Regions from separate parts of the Gossypium hirsutum genome. Here regions 1, 2 and 4 are each linked to region 3. A link is a contact called in public Hi-C data. All regions are on one chromosome and are shown on one strand. Each heading gives the region's core, a stretch centred on a gene start, on an enhancer-like site or on the middle of the called end of the contact. The rest is flanking DNA. Distances are from core to core; before and after follow the strand shown.

The links. Hi-C and Micro-C count contacts between places; a contact is called where the count stands out from the background.
Region 1: a contact with region 3 is called in a Hi-C map of leaf, with 1.9 times the contacts expected there. The contact joins the promoter of LOC107910809 here to the promoter of LOC107911485 in region 3. A contact is called at or near these places in 6 of 34 Hi-C or Micro-C datasets (hypocotyl and leaf).
Region 2: a Hi-C map of leaf shows a contact between it and region 3, with 2.7 times the contacts expected there. The contact joins the promoter of LOC107921000 here to the promoter of LOC107911485 in region 3. A contact is called at or near these places in 16 of 34 Hi-C or Micro-C datasets (anther, callus, hypocotyl and 3 more).
Region 4: a contact with region 3 is called in a Hi-C map of leaf, with 1.7 times the contacts expected there. The contact joins the promoter of LOC107922452 here to the promoter of LOC107911485 in region 3. A contact is called at or near these places in 3 of 34 Hi-C or Micro-C datasets (callus and leaf).

Annotation. Positions count from the first base shown.
Region 1 is chrD11:39,211,982-39,217,348 of Gossypium_hirsutum_v2.1, forward strand. It overlaps LOC107910809, which reads left to right and starts at 4,039. Exons shown (of 2, transcript XM_016838745.1): 1 at 4,039-4,168; 2 at 4,606-5,367. The coding sequence starts at 4,039. It overlaps LOC107911491 (transcription factor TGA1), which reads left to right. Exons shown (of 9, transcript XM_041104496.1): 8 at 1-212; 9 at 742-1,297. The coding sequence ends at 900.
Region 2 is chrD11:39,919,799-39,925,661 of Gossypium_hirsutum_v2.1, forward strand. LOC107921000 (exosome complex component RRP4 homolog) reads left to right here and starts at 3,455. Exons shown (of 7, transcript XM_016850845.2): 1 at 3,455-3,972; 2 at 4,057-4,158; 3 at 4,249-4,294; 4 at 4,431-4,520; 5 at 5,035-5,100; 6 at 5,229-5,297; 7 at 5,393-5,863. The coding sequence starts at 3,818. The coding sequence ends at 5,830. It overlaps LOC107921326 (protein S-acyltransferase 8), which reads left to right. Exons shown (of 5, transcript XM_041104516.1): 5 at 688-1,241. The coding sequence ends at 972.
Region 3 is chrD11:39,590,809-39,596,077 of Gossypium_hirsutum_v2.1, forward strand. It overlaps LOC107911485, which reads right to left and starts at 2,330. Exons shown (of 3, transcript XM_041104506.1): 1 at 1,772-2,330; 2 at 1-1,079. The coding sequence starts at 2,153. It also overlaps the pseudogene LOC107911484.
Region 4 is chrD11:40,000,610-40,005,940 of Gossypium_hirsutum_v2.1, forward strand. It overlaps LOC107922452 (ribonucleoside-diphosphate reductase large subunit), which reads right to left and starts at 2,432. Exons shown (of 17, transcript XM_016852499.2): 1 at 1,692-2,432; 2 at 1,554-1,615; 3 at 1,372-1,459; 4 at 791-1,054; 5 at 447-687; 6 at 294-370; 7 at 1-160. The coding sequence starts at 1,919.

The DNA.
Region 1 (5,367 bases), core at 2,789-5,288, 380 kb before region 3:
TTGACCCCTTGACAGAACAACAAATTTTGGAAGTTTGTAACCTGAAACAATCTTGTCAGCAAGCTGAAGACGCCCTTTCGCAAGGTATGGAGAAACTCCAGGAAACTGTGTCTTCCACCGTGGCAGGTGGTCCAGTGGCCGAAGATAGTTACATTCCTCAAGTGGCCACTGCAATGGAGAAGTTAGAAGCTTTAGTCAGCTTTGTGAACCAGGTACTAATTGCATCATTCCATGGTGGCACACATGAGTTTATTCTAGGAACTTTCCAGAATTAGTTTTTCTTTCCAAGTCAATATATATTACCCAGAAATTGGTTCTTTATCCATGCATTTGAAGTGAAAATATAATCAACAAGTGCGAGATTTTTAATAAATTCTTATTTCATTTTCATTTCAAAATGATGTTTAACTATATATGCTGTACCTACTGTGACAGGTAATACGGGTTATATGATAACCTAGAAAATTTTCTAATTATCTTATATTGAAAAACCTAGGGCTTCCCGGAAAGGTGCGAAACTATGGAAATCTTGGTCAATGGATTTATTGTTATGAACTAGGTTGGTGACAAACGGTTTTTGTTCAATTAGAGAACATAGCTAAGGGTCACAAAGTATGAGCACACCAAAATTAAGTTTAGTGATGTATAAGAGTCTAGATAACAAAACTTTATTGTCAAAGAGAAGCCATCTTAATGATCTTATTCAAGTTTAAACTAATGCCTATATATTTCCATACGCAGGCTGATCACCTTCGGCAGGAAACGCTACAGCAGATGTCTCGCATCCTGACAACTCGTCAGGCCGCTCGAGGCTTACTTGCTTTAGGAGAATACTTCCACCGTCTTCGAGCTTTGAGTACACTATGGGCTACCCGTCCTCCTGAACCTTCCTTGCCTTAGTGTATAAGTTCCTACATGCATGGTGGTCAATTTTAAACATAAGTAGCCTTAATTTATGCTGCCAACATTTTTTCAAGCAGCTAATTTTAAGAAAACTAAGATATCTGAGATGATGTGCATATGAGTAGTTATGATTAAATCCTAAAGGAGGATTGTGACTAAATCAATTTTCAATGCACTATTGTACATTGTATAATATTCTTAAAATAATATACATATATATATATAGGTTCTACATTTGAGTTAACATACTCAGCTGAAACTTTCATCGTGTAACATAGTTTTGGTGTTGTTTTTGTATTATGGAAATTGCCAATGCACGATTGTGAAAAGTTGCTCATGTATTGGAAAGTTCAGGAGTATGTTAAATAAAAGCTTCACCTAGTCTTATCATTTATTTATTTTTGTTGTTTTCTTCAACTTTCGGTAAACTGAATTTAGAGAACACAAGTTATGGGTTTGGGGTAGTGCCAAGGCCACCATTTTTTTTGCTCAAATAGTTAACATACATTTTCATTTTGTTTTACAGTTATTTGTTTCAAAACCAATATATATTTGTTATTCTGTCTTCTTGTTGCCGCTGAGTTCAGGGAGGACGTTAGGCGTTGTGTAAAGACGATAAAGATAATAGACGGTCTTAGGTACCAGAAACAAATATTATGAAACAAATCGAGTGTCAATTTCAAGATAAAACTTGTAATCATATTACGCATATAGACTCTAAAAATGAAAATAACATTTCATCTCGGGTATAAATAGTCTTGTTGATATGACTTCTTTTTATTTTTCTAAGTTATATAATAAAGTCAGTTCTGTAAAAGAAAAAATACATAATTTAGGAGATATTAAAAATTTAGACTTAAACAATGAGTCTAAAGAAATATTAATTAAAGGTAAGTAGGGAGGTCTGCTACCCTAGCACGTTTGTGTCTGCCGTCTCTGGCACGCTTTTAGGTTTTCTTGTTTTCTTTGATCTTCTTGTTTTGTCTTCTTTCCTTAATCCCTGCGCCTCTGTTTCTGGAAAAATATGGAGAATGATTTAGCCCAATTAACAATTAATGAAGAGGAGGATGATGTTATCCAAATCCAAGAAAATCCTGGAACGGAAAGAACAGAAGAGTTTCTTCAACTGGTGAGGTGTTTTCTTACAGCAAGTATCATTCATTTTCCTGCTATGAAAAGTACCATGGCGAATCTGTGGCATCCTATTCGTTGAGTTCGTATTCGAGATCTGGGGAAAAAAGGTTTTTGTTCTAATTTTTTCATTATATGGATCTTGAAAGGGTATTGAAAGGCTCCCCATGGACATTCAACAATCATCTATTAATTCTTTATAATTTAAAATGGGAGGATGATCCCATGAAGGTCCCTTTAGTATTAACCCCTTTTTGGGTTCAGATTCATGATGTTCCAATTGGTTTGTTTTCTGAAAATCTAGCAGCTAATCTGAGGAATTTTCTGGGAAATTACTTGGAATATGATAGGACTAATTTAGGGAAGGAAAACTGGAATTTTATGAGGATCAGGGTCCAAGTTGATATCAGACGTCCTTTGAAAAGAAAGAAGCTACTCGAATACAGGGGGAGAAAGTCATATGTCCGGTTTAAATATGAAATACTGACACTTTTTTGTTTCTTTTGTGGAAAATTGGGTCACAATGATTCTTTTTGTGAGGCAAAAATGTTGATGGGAGTAGAAATCGCAGATATGAGGTGGGATTTATCAATAAGAGCACAGTCCCGAAGAGCTCTGTCCATGAATAGTGTTTGGCTACGAAAAGAGGGGGAGGGGGCTGTAGATGGAATTCTGGAAGAAAATAGGGGTTGTGCAAGGGGACTACGGAGAATGGAACGCAGTAAGAGTTATGGGAAGGCAGTTGATCCAATTCTGGGTTTTAATGTGGAAGGTGACTCTTTGTGCGAAGAAGATAAGCAGGTTAACTCATTGATTGACTATGGCCAGTATGCGATGGAACATGATTTAGAGGATAAGGCTTTAGTGGGAGAAGAAGGTAAAAAAAAGAGCCAGAATGGAGAATGATGATTCACTACTGAACGAGGGGATTACCTCCCAGGTAAGAGGTAGGAGATCGAGGGATCTTATCCAATTGATATCGGCGACTGCCAAGTGGCAAGCTGACAGGGAATTATGAAAATCCTAAGTTGAAATGTCCGTGGATTGGGGAGTTCACGGACATTTAAAAGACTTCGGCACTCGCTGAAGACGTACGACCCCCAGATTGTCTTCTTTATGGAGACGAAAATTGGCAGAATTCAAATGGAGAAAGTTAGGCAAAGATGTGGTTTTGTGAATGGTATAGAGGTGGATCTAGAGGGAACTAAAGGAGGGCTTTGTTTGGCTTGGAGGTATGAGGTCAATATCACTCTATAAAGCTTCTCCAAAAGACATATTGATGTGATAGTGCATGATAATGAAAGGGAGGTTATGTGGCAATATACAGGATTTTATAGAACTCCGTGCATAGATAAAGAAGATTCATGGGCTATTTTGAAAAACCTTTATAATGGAGAGAATAATCCATGGTTAGTATGTAGAGATTTTAATGAAATCATGTATGGTTTTAAGGAGGTACACCCCGAGACGAGAGAATGATGGAACAGTTCTGGAAATCATTGAAATTATGTTAACTGAATGATGTTGGATATGTGGATAGATGGTTTACATGGGAACGAGGCAATCTACCAGAGACAAATATACGAGAACGCTTGGACAGAGGGGTAGCAAATAAGAAGTGGATTTCGTTGTTCTCTGATATAAAAGTTCAGCATTTGGTGCATTCTTTTTCTGATCATTGTCCTCTCCTTATTGATACAAAGAAGGAAATCAGACAGAGGAATGAAAAAAGTTTCAGAGTCGAAAACTGGTGGTTTTCGGAGGATTCATTTGTCGACACTGCTGAACATTTATGGAAGATGTCAACCGGTAACTTCCTACAGAAACTGGATTTCATAAAGATGGGGTTGGAAGATTGGGCAGGAAAAATTTTAAAGAACATAAAAGGGAAAAAGAATTATTTAACAGTAAAATCATCTGAATTGCTTGAAGCTGAAAGGGATGCTAGCAATATGGCAGAAATAATTGATACGAAGATCCAGCTTAACATGTAGATAGAGAAAGATGAAAGATATTGGGAGCAAAGGGCCAACTGAATTGGCTCAAATTAGGGATAAAAACACTGCCTTTCTCCATAGCCAAGCAACTCAGAGGCGAAAGAAAAACATGATCAAGAGTTTGCAGTCCGGACATGGTAGGGCCACGTAAAATCTACATGAAATGTAAGGAATTGCTATGTTACTTTCAGAATCTATTTTCCTCAGAGAATCAAGGAAGTTGTGATTACCTACTCTCGGGTATTAATCGTTGCATTAGTGACGAGGATAATAAAAGGCTCACCGCACATTATACAAGGGAGGAAATTCGTTAGGCTCTTTTTGAAATGGGACCTACTAAGGCGCCAGGTGAAGATGGACTCCCAGCCATCTTTTTTTTTTATAAGTGCTGGCATTTTATTGGCGAGGATACAATTTCATTTTGTCTTCTACTCTTAAACGGTGATATGGAGGTCAGTGTTATTAATTCAACTCATATTGTGCTCATTCCAAAAATTAATAATCCCACAAATATGTCAGTTTAGGCCTATCAGTTTATGCAATGTTGTTTACAAAGTTACTGCAAAAACTATAGCGAACAGATTTAGAGGGGTGATTGATAAATGCATTGATAAGGCTCAAAGCGCTTTTGTCCCAGGAAGATTAATCCCTGATAATGTTTTGCTTGCTTATGAGATACTGCATTCTTTAAAGCAAAGAAGAGTGGGGAAAAAGGGTTACATGGCAGTAAAACTAGATATGAGCAAGGCCTATGATAGGGTGGAATGGATTTTTATCAAAAAGTTAATGTCTCGAATGGGATTCGCTCAAAGTTGGATTGACAATATTATGAAATGTTTGACTACTGTCTCATATAAGGTTGTGATCAATGGCACCGTTGGAATGAAATTCTATCCAGAAAGAGGACTACGACAAGGGGACCCTTTCAGCCCATTTATTTTCCTTATATGTGGAGGACTTTCCAGTCTCATGAGAACAGCAGTAGAGGAAGGATTTTTAAAGGGTGTCAAAGTAAGTAGACGAGGTCCACAGATATCGCACTTATTATTTGCAGACGATTGTATCCTTTTTGGGGAGGCAACATGTAGAGGGGCTACTTCATTCAAGGCAATATTAAGTGAATATAGAAGGTGCTCGGGGCAATGTGTGAACTTTGAGAAATCAACCATCTTTTTCAGCAAAAATACTATTGAGGAGGAAAGAAGACGGATTGTTATTTTGCTTAGAGTCCGAAGCTCAAATGAGTCTGAACGTTACCTTGGTCTGCCAACCATGGTGGGACGACAGAAGAAAGTTTCCTTTCAAGTATTGAAGGACAAAATAAAACAGCGAACTG
Region 2 (5,863 bases), core at 2,205-4,704, 330 kb after region 3:
ACCTGTATTTTGTTCTTTATGTAAGTGGTTGCAGCCTAGTACTCTGATATGCTGCTTTTAGCTTCCTGTTATTTGTATATGATACCAGCCAAGCATGTCTAGAAAGCCAAACTACAAATTTCTTTTGAAGAAAAATATAGACCTTGGGAATGGGAACATACACAAAATGGACTAGGATCTTTCTACTATTTACTTTCTCTATTTTCGTTCTTCTCTCTTTCAAAAGCTGAAACCTGAAGTGCAGGTTGTGAATTATTTATGGAAGAATGTTCAGGTGCTAAAAGTAATGGATGTAAGATGGGATGGGATATGTGAATAATGATAGCTTTGATGTATTTGGAGAATGTAGGTTTGGCATGATGCCAAAACAGTTTCAACAAGGAGAACGGACAATAAAAAAGTGAGGGGATGGGGGAGGGGGAGGGGGAGGGAGATGAGAGTATGTTGACTTTTATGTTATTTAGACTTAACTTGGGAGTGAATGTCAAATATGGATATATGTCTAATTCGAATTTTCTCATATATTTAAAGGACCATATTTTATACCTGTGTCTAAAATATTCAACATAAGTATCAAATAAGAATATAATAAGAAAAATAAAGAGTTGATATAACATAGATGTGAGCTACTTACTATACATCTCTTTCTGTTATCAAGAGTTTCTTATACTGTATTTATTTCTTTAGACCACATATGAGACATTTCGTTACCGAGGAGTAGAAAGGCCTCAAGTATATGACCGTGGCTGCTTGAACAACTTTCGAGAAGTATTCTGCTCCAAGATAAAGCCTTCAAGAAACAATTTTCACGCTTATGTACAAGAAAATGAAAGAGGGTTTACCCGGGGCATGAATTCAGAAGGTTACATAGGTAATTTAGATGGAAACCGAAGAGAAAAAGTAGAAGACGACCGAGAAATCGGTGGCGACCTTCTCAAGATATCCCAACGCCGTGAAGCTGAAGATGCTTAAGAGCAACCTCAACAAGCAGCAGCAGGCCTTTACCAAATCTCTTCTAAGGCTAGCTGAGTTCCTTTGGGATGAAAAATACCTTAAATGGGTAACTTTATCTTTGCCTAGAAATCTTGAGGGCATGGATAGCTAAAGAATTTTGAAAGAAAGAAAGAAAGAAAGAAACAGCAGCATAGACTAGCACTGATTGTTTTATCAGAGTCCATATTTGTTTATAGACAGTGCAAATCCAATTTAGTTTTATAAATATCCATCACTGAGTTATTCAATTCTCCCTTCTCAACATTGCATTATTATTATTTTTCCTATATTATGGTAGCATAATTTCCATCATAGATACATTTGTGAAGAGATTTTTGATTCGTTTAAGAGAAAGTTGTATAATGCTCACTCAGAACTCTGTAAAGAAAAAAAATAATTTTGAGCAAACTGAGTATGTGGATTGACAACTAGATATTCTAATTCTCATAAAATGATCTATTTTGATCAACCATCAATATTATCTCTTCAATCAATATAAGATATTTAGAGAGAGCTAATTAGAAGTCTAATTATTTAGAATTGTCAATAAATAAAGAGTCTTCAAGGCATAATAAATCTTATGGACGGCAAATCAAGCCCAATAAGTACTCTTAATGCCACCTCCTTGCTTGCTTGGGTGGCAAGGTTTCTCCATACATGTGTTTGTCACCTTTTAATATTAAGGCTTACATATATTTTGGATTGTTAATTAATTTCAAGTAAAAAATTAAAATTAATTATCTAATTAAATATAGTACGCAAACCCTATTTTAATCTCGTTGAACTCACCACGTTTTTATTGTATTAAAATGCATACACAATTTTATTTACTTAATTTTATTTCAAGCAATTAAATATTATAATCACTTAATTTAAATCCACTTCGAATCCATCATTTGATCTAATTAAATAAATATCCAAAGTAACTAAATTAATCCCAGATCAATCTAATCGTTAAACAAAAAAAAAACTTATTATTTCAATGAGTAAATCTAGTGAACTAATTCTACTTGTTCAATGTGTACGGTCCCATGCAAGTGTTCATATTAAACTTAATCTGTCAAAAAGTTGTGTTGAGTTAATAGATGAACCGATTGGACATATATAATTATGACTTAAATAAATTGTAATTAAGTTTTGGCTCTTTGTCTATTAATTATAAAGTTATTTTGTCACATAGTCATTCCACTAAAGTATTATAATTGATCTCCCTATTATATACTATTACTGTAACGCCCCCAAATTTTCTATACAACATCTGGTATTGTTCTGAGATCATGTTTAGTGAACTTTGAGAAAATATAAAAATGAGTTAGAAAAAGAGATCATAAGGAATTAATTTGATATTGGTGATGGAAATCAATGAAGAGTTGTGAATGTGAAAATGTGATAAAATGATCAATCATAAATTTTAAAAAGTATGAACACTAAAATATAATTTTACTAATTTGAGAAAATGTTAGTTAATAATGATTATTTGGAATAAAAATGACATGAAATGTATATTGGTAGGATGAAGATCACATTTAGTCTAAATTGGATAAGATTAAAAAGCATAGGGATTAATTTATGAATTTTCACTTTCACCATAAAAAGATAATTTATGACATAAGTAAACTAATATTGGAGTATAATTGTGAACTATACTATTTAGATATGTTAATGTGTCATCTTTATGAGAAGGGAAAATTGACTTGAGATGGCTAGTAACAAGTTACAAGCACAAAGAAAACTAGGGGAGAATCGAAGCTTATGTTCTTAAATGCTATCTGATGTTTAAATCAGCAGGTATTTAAAAGAGATAAAGGGTTTGAAATATATTAGAGAATAATGATAGTGAAAGATATTCCTTAATAATTGCTAGATCTTCCTTTTTTATCAAAACTTGCGGCCATTCCTTTTGTTACTCATGAGTTGCTTTCTTGCATAAGAGTGTGTGGTCGTATTGATTGGTTGAGATATTCGTAGTCGTTAATATCATGTTCTAAAACCATGTGCTTACTCGTTAGGGTATCCTTATTTGGCAAGATTGTGACCATGAACTTTGTGGTGTTACCCTATTCTTTTATTTAGGTGTTTATTGGATAGTAATGTTTATCTTAAAGCGCCAAGTGTAACATTGAAGTTGTAATTGAGTTAATATCGATTATGTTCGCTCTAATACATATTTTTTGGATTGGGGTAACAACTTTATATTAAATTTTCTAGAGTTGAATTATTTGTTTAATTTAAATTTCTCAATTATTACAAGTATTTTAAATTTAGATTAATTTGATTAGATATGAATAACTATTTAATCAAAAAAAATGTTTACATTAATTATAAAAAATAGCCTTCTAAAATGTTTTAATATATTTTAAATAATAAAAACAGCTTTTGACTTCTAACAATTGAGTTAAGCCTTCGCTTCTGAACAAATTTATTTAAATTAGGTTTTTCTTAGTTATAAGATATTTAGGCAAAAGAAATATCATTGTGCAGAAAATCTAACTTCTTCAACCCACGTAACTTTTCCCCTGTTTCTTATGCATTTCTCTCTGTCTCTTCTTTAAGCTTGAGCTGCGAGATATTTTTTTTGGGTACTTTGGTCACGGAAACAAAATTACAGAAATCTTACAAAAGTACGAACAAATCAACCGGGTGGCCCAATTAAATAGCCCGTTAACAGCCCAATTAGTAATCAAAGAATGGGGGGAAATTCAATCGAGGCATTAGGGTTTAGGGTTTCTTCTTCTCCTTCTTCTCTCCACTTTTTTTGTTTTGCAGGAAGAGTTTGAGTACCCCGAAATCAAGCTTATGCCGAGTAGCCGATAACAAAGATAAAATGAGAGGATTGAAGTTACCGTTGAGCCAAACCCAAAGGGTAAGACTTCAAAGGGCATTCGAAAAGCTTCAGTCTCTATCTGCTATGGCCAATTCCGACGCTTCCGTTACCGTCGCCGATACTATTCCTGTCAACTACGAAGACGCTTTTCTCAAGTGCTCCCCAAAAACTACAATTAAATTAATTATATAGCATGGCTAAACACTTGTTTTATGTTCTTCACTTTTTTTTTTCTGAAGGGGACATGGAACAACGGACCTCAACGGCGAATTGGTGGCAACTGTGTGCGGCGTTGTGGAGCGCGTCAACAAACTGGTCTACGTACGCTCCTTACGCGCTAGGTATTCTCAAACAAAAATCTCTCTTCAATCCTATTACTCTTCTTTTGTTGTTTTGGAATTTAATTATTTTCGAATTATTAAATCTTTTAGGTACAAGCCAGAGGTTGGGGATGTCGTAGTGGGACGTGTAGTCGAGGTAAGGCCTAAAGTGGCTGAATAACACTTACCTTCAAATGTGGCATTGACCCAGTATTTCCCTTTGTACCAAAAATAATTATTCTTCTTTTCTGGAACACATAAGGGACTTTGCATTTTCATTTATTCATATTCAGGTTGCTCAAAAGCGGTGGAGATTAGAAATTAATTTTAGCCAAGATGCGGTTTTAATGCTTTCTTCAATGAACATGCCTGATGGTATTCAGGTAACTTGTATATTCCTTGCAGAAATTATGTAGAATTTATAATGAAATTCGATTGAGGTTGGATGCTTGATGTGAGAGTGCAGTTCTCCTTGTATATTGTTAGACTAGCAAAGTCTTTTTAGTTGAACTTCCACCATTGGTCTGATACTGCATAGTATCCCTTGAAGCTATCCATTGAATTTTATATGAGCAACATTTATAAGTTCCTCATTCCTTGTTTGTCTTGCTTCAAAACTGCCTCATATTTATGCTAGCTGCGTTTTGATGCCATATGGGGAAAATATTTATGTTTTTTCCCTATGTTATACTGACTCATTTTTCTTGAAGAACCTGTTTTTGACATATATTTGGTCATTGATATGTGGATATGATCCTCCTAATAGATGGAAAATTTAGAAAATTGAATATACCCATGTTGGACATTTAAGTCCGATACTCATCCCTAAGTAACATACAACTTTGCTTTTGCTCCCTTATAAATTTTCCTAATTTAAATTTCACTTTGTATTATTAGCGACGGCGAACTGCTTTGGATGAACTCAACATGCGAAGTATATTTGAAGAGAATGATATTGTCTGTGTAAGTCCAGTGACGCACTTGTTTGTGTTCTCTTTTGTAGTATTTTTATATGAACATGAACATGCTATATGACAAATAGAAGAAAACGATGAACACTTGTGTTGGAAATGACATTCTTTTTTCTTCAGGCTGAGGTTCGTAATTTCCAGCATGATGGCAGCTTACAACTCCAAGCAAGAAGCCGAAAGTATGGAAAGGTATCTATCTCGAAAGAATTTGTATATCCCTTCTGATTTGGCATAGTTTGTCGATCTTAATAATGCTATTGCTGATTGAATCGACATGTACACAGCTTGAGAAAGGCCAGTTGCTCATAATTGATCCTTACCTGGTGAAGAAAAGCAAACAGCATTTCCATCACCTTGAACAGTTTGGAATTGGCTTGATACTTGGACGTAACGGATATATATGGATTGGCGAACATGTTGAAGCTAGAGACAGTATGGTAATCGATCAAGCTAAAAGTACTGAACAATCTACAGTTGTTGAAGGAATAAACCAAGCTTATACCCCGCTAGAGATGAGGCAAAACATATGCAGAATTGGAAATGCTATCCGAGTATTGACGAGTTTAGGTTTCAATGTAGATTTAAATTTGATCATGGAGACAGTTGAGTTGAGTAGCTCACTTAAGATTGACATACATGACATGCTTGGTTCCGAGTTTCATGTTCTGGTTGCAGAAATGGAGGCTGAACGAAGAATTTTGACTACAAAGCGGAAAAGATGATCCGACATTCATCTATAAATCGTTTGTGAGTTC
Region 3 (5,269 bases), core at 1,080-3,579:
TGGAAGGTGATAATCTTTTCCCGCAAGATTGTCATGATCTTTTCCTGCACGTGTGTAATCACTACCACCAAACCATCTTTGCCAAACCTTCCTTATGAAGCTACCTTTAGATGCAGAATCTTGTTCCAGTACATGATTATGAAGACTCTCAGGTACCTGATCATTAGATGCTTCAGTAGTCTTCTGATCAACTGGAAGGGGCTGTTGGACTTCCTCCTGTGGCTTCTCTGCATTTACTTTAACAAGATTACCATTTGCTGAAGGGGTTTGTTGTATCTTTCCAGGAGCAACTCCCGAATTAACCTCAGGGAAATGATGCAACCTGGACTTTTCATTTAAACCACTATCTACTCTCCTGCCATCACCACTCGACCTAGAAGAAACAGTGAGCTCATCTCCAGTTCTACAGACAGGTCTGGTGGATAAACAAGGACTAGTCTTAGATGGTTCACCAGCTTTCGGGAAAATTCCATGTATAAGATAATTACCATCACGTTCCGACTGAAGCCTCAAAATGTGTGGCATGGACGAAAGAAAGCAGGAGAACTTTTTATACCCATAGAAATTTTTATCAAGGCTAACATTACTTTTCTTCAGCTCAGAACGAAGGTCCATTATAGAAATTCCATTTGGGTATGAGTTCAAAATCTGTCGTATATGCTTTATGACTGCCTTTGGAACTGTTCGAGGCACAGAATCTGAACAACTCTCAGAAAATTCTTCAGTTTGTGTACATGCTGGTTGTTCAACTAAAAATGGATCATCGAGAGGCCCCTTGCAATGGCCATACCAAGAACCATAAGGACCATCAGGAGGATGGTTATAGTGCTTTCCAGTCAGGTTCTCTCCTTTGAGCAGTGCATTCCAATTCCACATGATACTGGCAGCACCGCAAAGAACACTAGGAGCTGAATCTGATGTAGCAAGCAGAATATTGTAGTTGCTCATCCGTAATCTATGCAATATGCTGGCAAAGTCCCTGTCACCAGAGATTAAAAAAAGATGGGCTGGAGGAGGATTTTGAGAAACCCAATACAAAAGATCAACCAGAAGTGATCTATCAGCACTGTTTTTTCCACCTGCATTGATGGAGAGTTTGCATGGTAAAATAACATGAAGAGAATACAAATTAGGAAAGAAAGGAAAAAAAACCGGTAAGACCTGAAATGCATGTTCTCTCACAAAAATCATTTGTGCAATGATGACACTTCATAACAGTGTTCCACCCTACCTCTTCCCAGCTAGGTCTTTCAGTAGAAAAAGAAAAGTGTCTTTCAAAGGTAAACCATGATTTAAAAATGTAGACAGATGTAGCACACTTGAGATGCTAGGATTCTAGAATCGTGCAAGGCGTTCTTTTTGCTGATCAGGAAGAGGGGTTATTAGATTAAAGAAAGTAAGTGGTAAAAATTTGTGTCTCTACTCCACATAAGCAAAACCCTTCAGCAGTCATAGTCTGTTCAGGAATCAACAGACATCCCTAAATTCTCTGCTCACCGCCGGCACTAAAAGATAGCAACACCTTCCCTGCCGGCACCATGCTCTAACAATAAAAATTATATTTAAACAGTTGCTAAATTCATTTTATTTTCTCCTTTTTTAATCAAATATATTTTGATTAACTAAAGTTTCCAGAAACCACTAAATTACTCCAGGGGAAGCCCAATATAGCACTAAAATCTTGGGTGCAAACAATCAATAAATTCTAAATAATAATAATAATAAAACAAAGAAAACCCCACTTGCCAACTAAAGAAACAAAATGGCATACCCTGGGGAACGTGAGCAAGATTAACCCCGGTAGAAGAAAGCGCCTCCTGGTTTGTTCTAGAGAGTTGCAAAATATCTCCAAAAGCAGTTATCTGAACAGGACCCTTAATTCCATTGGCCCTGACAGCGGAAGTGATCATATGAGCAATCTTATACACATTGAAACCTACGGGAGGATTGCAGTTCTCAAAATCCCACCAAACCGAAACCTTTACGTGCCGTGAAACCTCCTCATGGCGCCACGACGAAGAATAGGAATGTAAAGGCTGGTTATGGGAAGTGGAGAAATGAGAAATGAAGATTGAGAATGAATATAGAGATGGAGAAGGAGCCGAAGGTGAAAAGGAAAGGAGGGTTCTAAGATGGACGTGTTTAAGTTTCATAGTTGATAAAATGGGGGGTTTTTGCGATTCCAAAGATATTGAGATGGTGGAGATCGGTGAGGATTGAGGAGAGACAAGCTACGGTTTTAAGTGGAGATCGGGGGCATAGCGAAAACCCAATGCCTCAGCGAGCTTTGAATAAACACTACAAGCCCAAACAAACCCACATATTGCACAGAATCATTTCTATTTTTCAGAAACCGACATTGTGTTATGAGACATACTAAAATAATTACTAAAATTATGTGATATGAAAAATTGTACAAAAATTATTAATTTTTTTAAATTGGTTGCAAAAATAAAAAATATTAACTTGAAAAAAACAAAAAATTAAAATTTGTAAAATAAAAAAATTATATATTTTAAGTAATTTAATTAAAGTTAAATTAAGTTAGAAAAATATTAGATATAGATAAGTGTATAATAATACTTTGTTATCTTTAAAATTTAATGCCATGTCACTATTTTATTAATGCCTACAAATAATACTTTTTAAGATGATTCTAATATAATTTATTCCCATAAAAATATTTGTTTATATTATCGGTTCAAATCTAGTTGGCACTAATCACTTCAAAAGACATTGCCTTGGGTATCTGCCCTGTAGTTCGTTAGAGAAATTTATAGATATTAACCTTGAATCTAGTAATATCACTTACGAATCACAAAAAATAGATAAATAACTTGGAGAATTGTAAGCATTAGTTTTAATCAAGAAAATTACTACTACGAGATAGTAAAGATGATCATAATGTATCTATCCCCTCCACATTGTGGAACACCCCGATTTTATTGATTTTGTGAGAACTCTTCAACCCCAGTTCCATATGATAAGTTTCAACACCATTCCAGAAGATTGTGTCGCTATGTACTTAAAAGAGAAGAAAAACCTTACCAATTTTATCAACGAAATTCCAAGAAGGGTCAGCCTTACATTAGATGTGTGGATTTCAAATCAAATTGTGGGCTATGTTTCCCTAACAGGACTATTTGTTAATACTGAATGGGATTTGCGTCGCTGCTATCTTAATGTAGTTAGTATACCTTTTCGTTTTTGGGTGTTATTTTCTATTTGGTTGTTAGAAAAATGAATGGGAAAGGTCGAGTTTGATTTAGTGCCAGTTGATGGTTTTTTTTTTTTGAAAGAAAAGTTTAAAAACTTTGGTTTTGTTTTCAAGAAAATGAGGAAATTTCATTGAAATTTTGGCGGCATTGGAGTTATAGTACGTGATCATGAAGGTTTGCTCCATTAATTAATGTCCTGGTCCTGAATATAGCTGAAGCTCTGGCAGCACCCAAGACTCTGGAATTTGCTTATCATATGGGGTTTCAATCTGCTATTTTGGAAGAAGGTTCCAAGCAAATACTATTGATTGGTCATACACGGGTAGCTGGATTATGACGCGGCAAATGAAGCTTAAATCAAGAAACTACATGGGTAGATTTGTATAATTCAAAGCTATATAATAATATTGGGAAAGAAACATACCAAGACCCAAAAAACAAAAAAAAAAGCAAGATAAAGGAGAGTATTACTAAATCAGAATGTAATTACTTTTTTTGGAGTTTTAGCCACAAAATAATGGACCATTGTCAATTGTTGGGCCGAACAAATTTTTTGACAATTTGACTATGATTATGATAATCAGAATAAAATAGAACAGATTCAATTATACCTCTTAGCTATTATTCTCCGAGACCACTTACTTGGTTGGAGCAATGTAACCTCCTAAGGCTTAGGATAGAGCATGGCATAATGATTTGTACGCCTCTACACACATCTTAAATTTCTCTTCAGCCATCTCCTCCATAAATGTATAGATGTTACGTCACTACAAAAAAATAACAAGAAACCATGACGGGATCCGCTTCACTACAGAAACACAACAAATTTGATAAACCAGAAATTAAAATCCATCAAAATTTCGTTTGAAATTAGATGAGCAGCCAAAAACAAAATTTTTGCAAATTCTAACTAACCTGTGAAGGACCTTGATGCTTATCAGGATGCCACTTCAAAGCTGATAAGCGAAAGCTGAATGGCAATTTTAATGAACTTTAGAATACATGCGTATAAAAAGAATTGGAGCAAGGGAAAACTCAAATATGTAATGTCCAATCTTCAAGATGACAGGCCTCTCAAATATTAAGTTGAGTACTTACGCATTCTTAACGTCTTCAATCTTTATGGGGCCTGCTCTGAGGCAAACCAAGGATTTCTCTATCAGAACATGATCCTACATCATACGACTTCTCCTCCTCAGACTCAGACTCAGAGTCACTAGTATTTTCCCACTCCTTCGTTCTTTGATTTGTCCAGCCTGATTTTCCTCTCCACTCAAATCCAGATTCTGGATTCTTGAAAGACTTATCTCCACCAGAAGACCAAGTATACCATTTGTTCCCAAATTTAGCTTGAAAGATTCTCTCAGGATGATCAAAGTCGTCAGAGAAACTCTCTCTTTTAAACTTTCCTGCACCATGTAACAAAAAGGACAATGAGCGTCAAATATGAGAGCTAGTTCTGCTAAAAATAGTGCATAAAGGAGGCTTCTTTTTTTCTTTTTAGTTGTGTTTCAATAAACAATAAGAGGAAATGAATGAAAAAAGAAAGAGAAAGCTCACGTTTAACTTTTTTGCAGTTAGATTTCCCAGCCTTCCGCCCCATCAAATTTCCATGTTCGAACTTCATCCTAGATAAAAGCCAAAGGCAAGGTTTATATTTTAATTTCAGGTACTAATGAAAACTGTAAACTCAATCTTTTGGTACAATGTAAAGCAGAAGGAAGATAAAAGGCATTCATGTTTTAGATACATTCCGGTCCAATGGTTTCTTGGTAAATAAATAACATTCAAGCTCTACATGCATGTCAAGTCCACTGGATTTTTAAAAAACCAACTTATCATCGTCCGTCGAAAACGAACAGCAACCTCAGTCTTTCAACGGCCTAACTGAAATCATAGGCTTCTTCTATGCTCGGACCCTAGATGCACATTTTATGGGATGTTGTATGAACCGTAAATTTAACAATTTTGGTTACATAAAAACGACAGCAATGCCAATAATGAAGAAACTAAAACTAATTTCAAGGCTTAAACCTATGTTTGTTCAGGAA
Region 4 (5,331 bases), core at 1,182-3,681, 410 kb after region 3:
AATGAATATACAGCTTTTCAAATTCTTCACCCCAACAATCTGCCAGGCCTGGAGCCTCATTAGGACAGAACAATGACCATTGGCCATTACTTTGAACCCTTTGCATAAAAAGATCAGGCACCCAAAGAGCATAGAATAGATCACGAGCCCGGTGCTCTTCCTACAGAAACAAAGGCATTGTTGGATGCAATTTATTACTATACATCATTACAACCAAGTAACATAATGATATTTAGAACTTAAAAACAAATCATTATAGCCCCTGCAAATAAATTCAAGCTATATAAAAATACCTTTCCATGGTTCTTCCTCAGATCCAAAAACTCAAAAATGTCAGCATGCCATGGCTCCAAATACACAGCAAAAGCACCTAAACAAGTCCACATCATTTTTTAGTAAAAGAAAAAACCAAACATTGTCATAACATCATACAGAATTGACCATACCTTTTCTTTTCCCTCCTCCTTGATCAACATATCGAGCAGTATCATTGAACACCCGCAGCATTGGGACAATTCCATTAGATGTACCATTTGTTCCACGAATATAACTACCTGTGGCTCGAATATTGTGAACAGAAACACCAATTCCTCCAGCTGATTTGCTGATAACAGCACACTCCTTCAAAGTTTCATAAATTCCTTCAATACTATCATCTTTCATGCACACCAAGAAGCAACTGCTCAACTGACAGAACATAATCCAAAAATTACGCATGTAAGCAAAATAGTTAGTAAACAATGGCATTTAAGTATAGGAACTTAATGTCTTGTTTGTATGCAATACATACTTGAGGCCTTGGAGTCCCAGCATTGAAAAGAGTGGGAGAAGCATGAGTGAACCATCTTTGAGACATCATGTGATAAGTTTTTATAGCAGAATCAATGTCATCCTTATGAATTCCAACAGCAACCCTCATTAACATGTGCTGAGGCCTTTCTATAACCTTCCCTTGAACTTTCAAGAGATAAGACCTCTCCAGGGTTTTGAAGCCAAAGTAATCGTAGTCAAAGTCACGATCATATATGATCTCACTATCCAACCGAGCAGCATTCTGAAACCAAAACAATTATACAGAATTCATTAATACGTATAAAACCCATTACAAAAATTTGCAAATTAAAGCAAGAAAAAGAAAATCAAAGAACAAACCAAACAACCAAAAAGAAATTCAAACACACTGTCTTTCACAAATATGTTGCTACCTTCTATAAGCACGACACAATTTTGACGTTAATTAAAAATTGGAAACTAAACCATAGGTCAGCTCTAATGATTACATGTTTTAAAATAAAATAATTCAACATGATCAACAACAACCACCAAAATTTGAGCGTATAAAAGAATAAAATTAAAAGATTATCAGAATACCTCCATGATGATCTCATAAACATCATCAGCAATCAAAGGAGCCTTCAGTCCAGATCTCTCATTGAAATGATTGTACATGATCTTGATCCTACATTTACAAACCACGCATTCTCAAAACATCAATTGCATCCTTCCCAACAAGAAAAAAAAAGCACTAACAACTTTAGGTTGAAAGCACTTACGTCTCGGAGAATGACTTCTTAGTATTTTTATGCAAATTCGAAACAACAATCCTGGCTGCCAACTGCAATCATACGTTTTAATCAGCAAAAACTACCCATGTTTTGAAAATTAAATTAAAAAAGAAATAGAACCCTTACGGAAGCATAATCGGGGTGGTTAGCGGTCATAGCAGCGGCAGTTTCAGCAGCCAATTCATCAAGCTGGCTAGTAGTAACCCCTTTGTAAACACCAGCGCAAACCTTCTGAGCGACGAGCACCGGATCGCAGTGGTCAATGCTAAGACCATAGCTGAGCTTCTTCAACCTCGCGGTAATCTTGTCAAAATGGACCGCCTCTTGCCTCCCGTCTCTCTTAACCACATACATATTTTCTTGAAATTTGGTTTTGTTTTGTACTTGATGGGCACTCACTCTTAAGGAATTTCGTCGAACAGGTTTCCGGCTTGAACGCAAAGTATAAGCCCGAAGAAGAACATATATAATGAGAGAAACCTACTAAGGTTTTTAAAATTAGGGATTCACTTTCCCTCGTAATGAGAAAATTTTTGAAAGTTTCCCGCCAAAATTGGATTAGGATTGGAGCGTCGAATTGCCCTTTTTTTTTGTTCTTTATTTTCCTTTTTTCTTTCGTTCTCTCCTTAATTTTTCCTTGAGAGTGCGAGTGTGTGTTGTTGTTGTCGCGGGGGTGGCGGGTAAATGCGAAGGGGTAAGGGAGAAATAGCTGGCGAGTGGGGTCCACGTTTTAATTGTTTTTCAAATTTTTAAATCTTAGAGTGCGAAGGAAGATTGAAAGGGAAAGGGATTGGTGGTTCGTTGGTTTGATTAGGCAGGCTGCTTTCTTTATGGAGAGAGAGTAATGACAAATAATAATTTGGTTTCATGGACTTTGGATTAGCGAGGGGCGCGCTTTTTTATATTGGGCGGGTTTTTTACCCGATTTTTTCAAAGGTTTTTGACCCGATTTGAGTTTACAGTAGAGGTGTCCATGGGCCGGTGACCCGGCCCGGCCTGATGGCCCGCTCTAAATATGGGTTTGAGCAAAAAAACGAGGCCCGTTTAAAAAATGGACCGGGCCTTAGACACCACTTTTTTCACCCGAGCCCGATCCGGCCCGGCCTGAATTTAATAAAAATATATTTTTTTATTTTTATTTTTTAATTTAAAATATTTTTAAAATACTTTTTTTTTATTTTTTTATTTTTTTATTTTTAAAATTATTTTTTGGTGTTTATTAAAAAATGGGTGGGCTGGGCCGGGCTCGGGCTTAGGATTTTATTCCCGAGATGGGCCTAGACAAAATTCTAGGCCCATATTTCGAGCCGGGCTGAGCCCGGGCTTAGGAGGCGGGCCAAAATTTTTTCTGGGCCCGGCCCGAACCTGGCCCGACCCATGGACACCTCTAGTTTACACTTTACACCACATCATTTTCATTTGGTTTGTGATTTGATTTTAATTCGGTTTCATTTATATTCGCCCTTCTTCAAATTTTTAGATTTTATATATAAATTATCATGTACATAGTATAGTCTTCGCCCCTTTGGTTAATTTGTATTCATACTTTATATTAATAAAATATTTTTTTAATTTTTAATTATATAATTTTAATAATAAAAATTAAATAGTAATGTATGATGGCCCTTAAAATACTAAACTTAGAGGTCTAATATCGACTTTAAAGCCAAATTTCAAAATTAATTTATTTGACCCATACCCATATATATTAGGTTGGTGACTTTCTTGTTTTTTGATTTGTATATCTTGTTAATGAATTATCTTCCTCTGATAAGGTGTCAACACTGATAAGAGAAAAAGACAGGAGTTTGATACCGAGACTGAGAGTATAGAGTAAAAAAATACAATTTATCTTCTTCTTGACTCCTTATGTAAAAGACCTCTCAATAAATATTTTTGCATGAATTATATTCTTTATTTATTTTACTTAATTTTTTTCTTTTTTCCTAACATGTTATTGTTTAATATTATATTACAGTCTTGAAGTTTTTCGATTAAATTACGGTCAACAAAAAGATCAAATCCTTTCTCAAGAAAAGGGTATCAAAAAGTAATCATGATCAACCAGTTCCTTGACCTTTTGTTATTAGTGGAAAAAAAATCAAATATCGAATCTTCTCAAGCTCTTGAATGAGATATCAAATATTTTTTAATTTAATTTTTAGAATTATAAATATTTATGAATTTTTTAGTATAGTATTAGTTTTTTTTTTTTGCATATCGGAAAGAAATATTTAATTTTATATAGTGTGCTTTTTTCTTTTAATTTTTTCAGTTACATCATTCATGCTTTAAAAAAATAAATTGATTTTTTTGATAAGGAGAAAAAAAGTATCCGAGAAGAAGTGACATTTTTTTACGTTAAAAAAAAGTTGTTCGGCTTTAGAAATTTCGTCTCCCTTGAAGTAAAATCCTGGATCTGTCCCTAATTAGGCATAATGATTTATTACAACCTCCAACTTTATAAAAAAATCATTTTAGTCTCATTTAAATTTTCACCTTTTTTTAATTCTTAAACTTGCATTATTTGTTTAATCACCCCAAAATGAATGAAAAAGTTAACATACATTGACTTTACTAACGTGGCATTCACGTGTATGCCAAGTTAGAAATTAATTACCGATATGTCAAATTAGATTTTAAAAAATAATTAATTATTAATATGTCACATTAGCAAAGTTAACCGACATTAATATTTTCATCCATTTTGGCATGATTTAACAAATGACGCAAGTTTAAATACTAAAAGGGGCGAAAATTTAAATGAATAACTAAAATGGTTTTTTTTAATATTGAAAGGCCAAATAAGTCATTATATTTTTATATTATTTATATATTCAATTCAATTTTAAATTTTAAAAAAATTATAATTATTAAAGGTGAATATTTGGTTATTTTAAACTATTATTTATATTTAACTAATCTAACTTATTATAATTTATAACGATTGGAACAAATGACTTAAATTATTATTAGAAATTCTATCATACGTGTATGCATGTGGAAACTACATGCTTAGAATAAAGAGGACGGTTTAACAATAACATACAATAAATAATTAAATGTATGGTTTGAGACTAATTAATAATAACACATGAAATATATACGATATTAAAATAAAAAATAGTTTAAATTGTGAGTAAAATGATACTTAAACATGTAAATACATAATATTAAGAATACTAAAGGTAGTACAATTGATTATCATAGTGTTGTAATCAGTCTTAGTAAGTGTCGAGTTGACTTGTGGCACCAACTCAATCAACAATATTATGAAATTTTATCATACGCGTATGTATGTGGAAACAACAAATTTATAATATAAAAGTTATCTAAAAATTACATACAATAAGTTATAAAACATATGGTTTGAAACTAATTAATAATAACACATTAAATAATATGATATTAAAATGAAAAAAATTATATTAATTTGTGAGTAAAATAAAATTTAAACACATAAATACATCAAGTTACGAATACTAAATAAAAACAATTGTTTGACATAATGTTGTCATCAATCTTGAGTCGGCATCGAGTTAACTTCTAACACTAATTCAATCAACAATCTGTACAATTAATGGAGGTAATGAAGTTTGCATGATAAAACTAAAATGTATAAAAAAAATTAAAATAAAGTTTAGCTAAGTGGTAAATTCAAGATTTTATTAATGTAATTGACGTGGTTTAAATCTTACCATATACAAATTTTTATTGGTTTTTTAAAATAAATAAATTAAAAGTACCCTCAAATAATATAATTTAT